Linked DNA regions of Mus musculus: all the other regions are linked to region 3. The links are chromatin contacts, called in public Hi-C and HiChIP or PLAC-seq maps. All regions are on one chromosome and are shown on one strand. Each heading gives the region's core, a stretch centred on a gene start, on an enhancer-like site or on the middle of the called end of the contact. The rest is flanking DNA. Distances are from core to core; before and after follow the strand shown.

Region 1 (2,700 bases), core at 105-2,604, 760 kb after region 3:
CCCACCCCTCTTCCCCCTTTTAGCCCGTAAACAATACTGTTTCCCCTCCCCTGTCGCTGGGACAGGGACAGTCCCCACTTGCTTTTCAGGTCTTATTCGAAGGACATGAAATCTGGGATACCCACCATGTAGAATTAATGTTCATCTGCTTTTTTGTTTAAATAGAAATATCATCACTTTTTTCCTCTCTCTTGAGAGACAGGGCTCGTTAATCTGAAATTTACTATATAGCCAAGAAGGTCTTCTGCCTTGCTTCTCGAGTGCTGGGATTACAGGTGAGCCTCGCCACTCCTGCTTGGAATATGTAACTCTATTTAATGGGTGCCTTGAGCTAGACTTCCGGTGTTATCAGGAGGAACGAATATCTTATTTCTGTATCAAAACTGCCTAAAAACTTAACACAGCTCAAAACATTATGCAGGCAGTCCACAAATACTTCAAACGCCCAGAGGATAAATAAATAAATGCTAGACCACCAGGTGGTGGTGGTACCCGCCTTTACTTGGGAGGCAGAGGCAGGCAGCTTTATGAGTTCGAGGCCAGCCTGGTCTACAAAGTGAGTTCCAGGACAGCCAGGGCTATACAGAGAAACCCTGTCTCGAAAAAAACCTAAAATAAAATAATGCTAGAACTGGTGTGAGAGATCACTTTTCGTTGGCTTAACTCTGAATTCTGGAATTCAGGAGTGGAAGTGGAGGAACACGCCGGTAAAGTATTCTGATGGGGTGTCAGACCGGCCCAACTCACGACTCCACCCCTTGTCACTCACCCAGCCGCGTGGCGCGCTCTCGCGGTGGTGCTGACCGATCACCAGCCCCATGGTCAGTTTCGAGCTCCTCCTGCTGTTGTCTGGCTTGCTGCAAAATCCGTCTGCTTAGCCGGGGTCCCACATACTCTTCCTCCTCTTCGACCTCACGCCCCCGCCGTTTTTCTCGGGTCCCCGCGCGCACTGCGTTCCCAGCCAGGATCTGCTCGGCCAGAGGTGCATGCTTCTCCCGATTGCTGGCCCCACGTGTCACCTTGAATTTGGGCATTTTGGCCGAAAAAATTGCCCACCAGGTTCACACGTGTGAAGCCGGCTAAAAAGCCGATACTGCGCTTGCGCTGTGTGTTCCGATCGCCAAGAGGCCACTGAGAGATCACAGTGCCCCCCAGCGTTAGGAGGCCGGAAGTTCCTCATCTATTACTCTCAGGAAGAGCTTCGGGACCTATAGCAGGAGCCCCCAAATTCTCAGGTAATCTCATTAGAAAGGTGGATGTCCAAGTCACCCTTTTCCAGAATTCATGAAAGTAGCCTAGGGCGTCCTGTCAACCCGTTGGACGCCTTGGGGGCGGAGCCGAGTCGATGACGTTCTAGAAATGTCACCACTGGGTACCAGAGATGGCGCTCCCTGTGGGCGTGTCGCCGCGGCGCTCAGTATTTGCGCATTTCCGGCGGTCGATCAACGACTGCTTCCTGTGTTTAGGGGGCCGCCGTTCGCGTGAAGGTCTGGAGTCTCTGAGTTCGAGGGTTTGGAGGCGCCACCTTTTGATCCTTCGCTATGGGAGTGACGTGGTAGGACTTGAAGGGCTTCTGTGGTGACGGAGCATATAGGGTCGTGAAGGTGTCTGTGGGCCTGTGATGGCCCGGGGAAAGGGATTTTGACCGAGGTTCTCGGTTCCTCGGGGGGCTGACCAAGATGTCTTCCGGTTGTGTGGATGGGGGACACTGCGTGGGACTTCTCTCTTCCCAGACACACCCCTTTGGCAAAGGGAGCAGCGCATCCCTAGGACCCGCCAGGAGTTGTACCTTTTTCTTGGTACCTCTTCCTGTCCTTGAGGCCTTGTAGTGTCGCTACTAGCACCCAAAGGTTAGAAATAGGGTTTCTAGATTAGGAGTTGTTCGCAGAAAGGGATAAGAGTGGCGCGAGGAGAAAGTGACTTTTCTATTTTGCTTGCAGTTACAGACTTTGAATTGGCCATTTTAAGGTGTTGGGGCTAGTGACAGAGGTAGGAGGAAAGGAGCGGTTGGGAGTTTGGAGTTCGGAGTACCAGGCAGAGACAATTTTTCGAGCTGGGTGTCTCACTGTGTAGGCTTGGGAGGCCCGGAACTCACTCTGTAGAACAGGCTGGACTCGAATTCACAGAGATCCACCTGCCTCTCTCTGCCTCTCAAGCGCACGGATGAAACGGACGCGAGCCACCATCGCCTGGGCTTCAGACAGTTTTGATTGACTTTTATCTTAAACATGTTTGAAGTCTCACTTGATAAAAAGGCAGTTGGTAAGGTTTGGGCACCGTGCTTTTCTGGGTATTAATTTTAAAGTACTCGGCCTCAGCACTTAAAAGTCTTGGTAGTGGTGTGCTTCTTTCCAGTTAAAGAAGCTTGGAGGCCAGGGGCCACAGGTCTGCCCTGTGAAAGGAAGGCTCTTGCCACAGTTGACACTAGGAGCCTCATCTCATACTTCTACCCTACTGTAAAGAATGCCTGTGAGCAATGAAGACAGATCACAGCAGAGTCATTTAGAGTTCAGTTTCCCTGTTTGCAGTAAGTTGATACAGGACAGGGCCTTTCCTGGGGCCTTTGGAAGAGTCAGGCAATCCATCTGAGGGCTGATGCCTTTGATTCCAACATTTGGGAGGCAGAGTCAGGCAAGTTTCTGTGAATTCCAGGCCAGCCTGGTCTACCAAGTGAGTTCCAGGAACTCTTGGGGACTGATG
Region 2 (2,700 bases), core at 13-2,512, 670 kb after region 3:
GAGGGAGGAAGGGAAATGAGAGGGTGGGAGTCGGACATGGTGGCATATGCCTTTAATCCCAGTACTTGGAAGGCAGAGACAGGAGGATCTCTGTGAGTTCCAGGCCAAAAGAGAGAGGGAGAGAGAATGGGACCTAGGAATGTCACTAAGTTGGTAGAGTGCTTCTGTAAGCGTGCAGGAAGCCCTGTGTTCAGTTCCATAAACTACAGTAATCCTAGAATTCGGGGGGTGGAGGTTCAAAGCCTGCCTCAACGACATCGCCAGTTTAAGGCCAAGCGGAGCTGTGAGGGTTTCTCATACATACAGTTTAGATATACTCTCCATACATTAAGACGCATAATCAATTAAGGGAAGTAAACCACAAATGGGATTAAAGGCGTGTCTCCCAAGTGCTGGGATTAAAGGCGTGCACCACCACGCCCGGCTTTGCCTTTTCTTTTTTTTAAGAACATTTCAGCTGCAGCTGTGTGTGGCTTGACCCCCAGTGCTACATAATCCCAGGATTTGTAGAGACAGAGGATCAGGGGTTCAAGGTCCTCCTCGGGGTACCTATTAGGAGGGCAGCCCAGGCTACGTGAGACTCTGTCTCAATAAAAATAAAAATAAAAAGCTGGGTGGTGGTGGCGCACGCCTTTAATCCCAGCACTTGGGAGGCAGAGGCAGGCGGATTTCTGAGTTCGAGGCCAGCCTGGTTTACAAAGTGAGTTCCAGGACAGCCAGGGCTACACAGAGAAACCCTGTCTTGAAACCCCCCTCCCCCCCCAAAAAAAGGTCCAGTTCTATAATAACAGGAAGAATAGAACATGTACTAGGAGTGTTCCATGAGCTTATGGGAAAAGTGTCGCTAGTTTGTGGTACCTCATTGGAAGCTGTAGGAGCTAAGAGTAAAGCTGGCAGTGGAGGGCTCAGTAAGGCCCAGAGCCTGGTGTGGACCCCAGCTTGCAACTCTCTGTCCTCTCTTCAAGTCCCGTTATACCAATTAAACAAAATTTTAAAAGTGTCCTGCCTGGCACTTCGGGGGTGCCCAGCTCAGGCCGTCATGACAATTGGGGTGGGCGGAGTTAGATAAGGGGGGGTAGTTACCCTCAAAAGGGCACAGAGTAGGTCTGAAGAAAGCCAGCTTCCTCTAGTCCTTTTGAGCAGCCTGGGGCTGCAAGGGTGGAGGGCCGGGGGAAGACTGCGGTGGGAGCAGGAAGCTGGGCAGCATCCCGCAGAGTCTGCCTCTCCAGCTCAGCAACAGAGGAGGGGGTGGAGTCTCCGTTGAGCCCTGAGATAAGGAACAGGCAGCAGCTGACAAGGGGATCAAAATAAACAGCTGTGCCCCGGGGAGAACAAGCTTTGCATTCCGTTCTGTGATCCCACCCCAATCCCTACTTCTCCCCCAGCCCGCCCCGCCCCCACCCGAGCACACTCGGCATCCCCGTCGGCTCTGAGGGCCTCCCCTCAGCCTTGGCTTAGCTCCTTGTGAGCTGTGTTCCCACATCAGCCCCCTCTTTAGGCAGAGGCTCTCGGGGGCCTTTCTCCAGCTGTCTGGAAGGACTGAGGACTCGAGACAGGTGGCCGGAGGTGGAAAAGAGAGGCCTCTTCCAGGGCCAGCCCCCATCTGCCAGGCTGGGCCACCCTCAGACTCTCCCCTGGGTAATCTAGGAAGGCCTGGGAAATAGAGTGGGGCTAAGCTCTGATAGCCAGGCTGGGGAGGCTGAGGCAGGAGCTGGGGTCTAGTGGTGAGAGGAGTATTCACTGGGCTGGAGACTTCTGCTCTCTGCCTCCCCAGGCACTCAGTACAGAAAGGATTGACAGTGACTTTTACGAGGGGCCGCTTTGACTGGCTTATGGGAGTTTATTCCTCAGTATAGTGCCTGAAGGTATCCTGGTCCCAGGGATCTGAGAGACTCCATAACTCCTGAGACTTCTTACTAGTGACCTTATTTCGACACACGCTAGCCTGGGGTCTAAGAGCTACAAGGAGCCACTACTTGCCCATCCCCCAGGGCTAGGCCGGCTCCTGGGGCCACCATGAGTAGCAATTAGCACCCCTTCTTCAAGATACCCCCATAAGCAGTCCCAGTCCGAAGAATGCAGGGTTTCAGGAAGGCCCTGGGCCACATCAGGAAGTGTCTTCATTGTCCTGAAGAAGGTTTGATGACTTCTGTGTTCCTGAGCCTGGATGTGGCTTCTAGCCTGGTTGTCCAAGGGTCAGATGCAGGGGCCTGCAGGGTGGTGTTAGCTTTGAGATACATCGGGAGTCTTAGCTGCTGGCAGGAAGTTGGCTCAATGGGAACACACGCAGAAGGGTCACCTGCTTCTTGCTGGCACGCTCCCAAACCTCTGTACTCAACTGACTCCTTGAGGCCCCCAAGACCCTCCAAGATACTATGTGTTTGACAGATTCTAGGCATATCCTCACTTATGTAGCCACCCTGACCCCTGAACAGTGGTTTGAATAAATGAATGCCCCAGAGAGCTAGGGGCAGCCGCTTGTGTATAAGAATCTCGGGATAGGAGCGGTACATCCTAAGGCCTCTATGGAACCCGGCTACGTTTTAGGAAGCTGCAGTATATTCAGGCCCAGAAAGCCAGGCCTGGTAGTGACCAGCAAGTACTGAACGCTCGCTCTATGCCAGACACAGACCCTCTTCTTCCTTCGTCTTATCCTATTATCCATACTGAACAGACAAGGAAATGAAGGCTTAGATGAGT
Region 3 (2,700 bases), core at 110-2,609:
TATAGAGATCCTCTTGCTTCTGCCTCCCTGAGAGCTGGGATTAAAGGTGTGTGCCACTGTACCCACCGACTTTAACATGTATTGAAAGGCCATCAGGGTGTGAAGCAGGATAAAAGTGAGACAAATAATATTTGTGAAATGTTTACATTCTAGCCAGGAACAAAGTTGAACTCCTGATGATGTAAGGAAGTTGGATTTGGTGGACCTGAAATAAGCCACTTTGAGAGGCAACACCTATCCTGACTTAAGAGCTTTGGTTCTTCTAACGCAGTGTTTGATGTGTTTGTAGCCAGTGAGCCAAAGAAGCCACAAGAACAGGAAGTGTTCAATTTACAACTTTATTAAGAAATTGATAATTAAACAAGTCACACCCTTTCAAGAGTGTCTAGGACTAAGGGAGCCCTTGGGACTTTCCTGAATGGAAGCACTGGAGGGAAGGGAGAGAGGACAGTAAAGACCCAGCGGCCCCACCCAGCATCCCATCCCAAGGCATCCTTCAAGCATCTTTATTAACACTACTTGCTGGGAGAGCTCTGCTCATCCCACATGCTGCTGCTTAGTGGCTGTTTCTCTTCCCCACTATTTCCATCCAACTAAGACACCTCCCAGGAATGCATCCTTTCTCCCTATATTCAGGCCTTCTTAACCTCCATCCCTAACAAATGGCCCTGCATCTTCTAAGCCAGTTACAGTAATCAATTTTGAATGCCTTTTTTCTTTTCTTTTAAAAAGATTTATTATTATATCTAAGTACACAGTAGCTGTCTTCAGACGCACCAGAAGAGGGCGTCAGATCTCATTACGGATGGTTGTGAGCCACCATGTGGTTGCTGGGATTTGAACTCGGGACCTTTGGAACTGCTGAGCCATCTCTCCAGCCTCCCCCACCCCCCCCTTTTTTTTTTAAAGATTTATTATATGTAAGTACACTGTAGCTGTCTTCACACACCCCAGAAGAGGGCATCAGATCTCATTACTGATGGTTGTGAGTCATCATATGGTTGCTGGGATTTGAACTCAGGACCTTCAGAAGAGCAGTTGGCGCTCTTAACCTGCTGAGCCATCTCACCAGCCCCCCCCCCTTTTTCCCTAATTTCCCTCTACTGTTATTCTGTAGCCAGTTCAAGGGACACGAACCTAAGAAAAAGTACTACCAGCTGCCTCAAAGAGGAGCCAGCTGGTTAAGGGTTTTATACATTTCCACTGGCATCCTTTGGATACTTTCTTCCCTCAACACCTCTCCCTCTCCCCAGTGCAACTGTGCAAAGGTCAAAAAGTCAAACTGGGGCTGGGAAACAGCACAGCAGTACAGAGCTCTCAGTGCGCAGACTCAGGGCTCCAGGCAGCAGCCTGCAGGTGTCTTATGTCCCACTTGCCCTGCAGCCCGAGATGACCAACAACTTCCTTCTGAAACCAGCCGCCACCTGTTCTTCCTGCAAGATGCTGGCCATGCGTGAGAGCACCACAGCCTGCCCTCCATCCCCGCCTCCGAGGTTTCACTCCCTCTAACTCCTGCTCTTCTTTTCTGCCTTCACTCCACTCTCCTCCCACCCTGATAAACCTTGTTCTTAGATCTGAAATTCTTTGTCCTTTCTCAAGAATCCTGCCCCTTTATCAGACTTGCTGTTTTATTAATCTCTCCCTCTTGGGTAGATACTCTCAGCTCATGTGAAAATGTTGGAAAATGGCTCTGGAGGTAAAGTGCCTAAGCCTTGGGTTTGATCTCCAGAACCATGTTAAAGATGAAAGACTTGACAGACCTACACACACACATTCTCTCCCCACACCAAGTACTCAAAATGAGGCTGTAACCCCGCTGCAGTATTTACTCCCCACTCTTTGAGCCCAGCCCTTCAACTCACACGGCAGAGAAGCTGCTTGTCAGATGGGTGGGCATGCCGCCACGGCCTAACTCCTCAGCATTCCACTGGGCACACTACTGTCCTTGCACAGCTTGGTCCACTTCTGTGCTCTCACATGACTTGGGCTGCTCCCAGGACACACCCACCAGCCAGTGACTTCTAACAGCTCAATTTTGGTACCCAACAAGTGGCATATGAATCCTGTCACCATCCCTTGCCAGCTAGTCCTCTTCTGGTCGTCTCCAAATTCTAAGTGGCACCGTCAGCCACTCAAAGCTTGGCCCATAAATGAGAAGCATAAATGAGAGGCATTCTTTTTTTTTTTTTTTTTTTTTTTTTTGGTTTTTCAAGACAGGGTTTCTCTTTATAGCCCTGGCTGTCCTGGAACTCACTTTGTAGACCAGGCTGGCCTCGAACTCAGAAATCTGCCTGCCTCTGCCTCCCGAGTGCTGGGATTAAAGGCGTGCGCCACCACGCCCGGCTGAGAAGACATTCTTGATTCCTTCCGCTCTTGCAGGACCAGACTACAGTGCAAACCTTTCTAATCCCTACCTTTTACACAGCGGTCAAATCGTCTATAAAGAACATGAGCACTTCTGCACTGGTAGTCCTAGGACTAGGAAACTGAGGCAGGAGGATCACATGAACACAAAACTTGAGCCCAAGCAATTAAGCACGACTATGATACTGAAGTTTCAAAACAAAAATCCTCCGCAGTGGATTGCTCGTTAGCAATGCTTGCAGCCCTGAGTTCAAATCCCCACCCTACTCCCTTAGACCATAGCTTCTCACTGCAATTAGGACAAATCTAAGAATTCCCTAAGTGGCCTAATCACAG

What was found. Hi-C and Micro-C count contacts between places; a contact is called where the count stands out from the background. HiChIP or PLAC-seq counts read pairs in DNA pulled down with a chosen protein or histone mark.
Region 1: a Hi-C map of regulatory T cells shows a contact between it and region 3, with 5 times the contacts expected there. The contact joins the promoter of Bysl here to the enhancer-like site in region 3. A contact is called at or near these places in 1 of 484 Hi-C or Micro-C datasets (regulatory T cells) and 5 of 115 datasets of contacts at active chromatin or transcription factors (astrocytes, embryonic stem cells and pancreatic cancer cells).
Region 2: a contact with region 3 is called in an H3K27ac HiChIP or PLAC-seq map of embryonic stem cells, with 5 read pairs. The contact joins two enhancer-like sites. A contact is called at or near these places in 7 of 115 datasets of contacts at active chromatin or transcription factors (embryonic stem cells, extraembryonic endoderm stem cells, microglia and 1 more) and 1 of 9 other capture datasets (embryonic stem cells).

The regions. Positions count from the first base shown.
Region 1 is chr17:47,610,138-47,612,837 of GRCm38.p6, forward strand. Bysl (bystin-like) reads right to left here and starts at 1,355. Exons shown (of 7, transcript NM_016859.3): 1 at 770-1,355. The coding sequence starts at 1,034. It overlaps Gm20517 (predicted gene 20517), which reads left to right and starts at 1,448. Exons shown (of 9, transcript NR_157366.1): 1 at 1,448-1,555. Med20 (mediator complex subunit 20) reads left to right here and starts at 1,448. Exons shown (of 4, transcript NM_020048.4): 1 at 1,448-1,555. The coding sequence starts at 1,542.
Region 2 is chr17:47,520,524-47,523,223 of GRCm38.p6, forward strand. It overlaps a transcript of Ccnd3 not described here. Among named protein-coding and RNA genes, the nearest start is that of Taf8, 20 kb to the left of the region's middle. RefSeq lists an enhancer at 262-2,700. Within about 2 kb of position 1,263, at least 283 of the 459 cell types and tissues checked have an H3K27ac peak or open chromatin away from gene starts, as enhancers often do. A contact at or near this core is called in embryonic stem cells, where this site is marked.
Region 3 is chr17:46,851,557-46,854,256 of GRCm38.p6, forward strand. It overlaps a transcript of Bicral not described here. Among named protein-coding and RNA genes, the nearest start is that of Bicral, 21 kb to the left of the region's middle. Within about 2 kb of position 1,360, at least 95 of the 459 cell types and tissues checked have an H3K27ac peak or open chromatin away from gene starts, as enhancers often do. A contact at or near this core is called in astrocytes, embryonic stem cells and regulatory T cells, where this site is marked.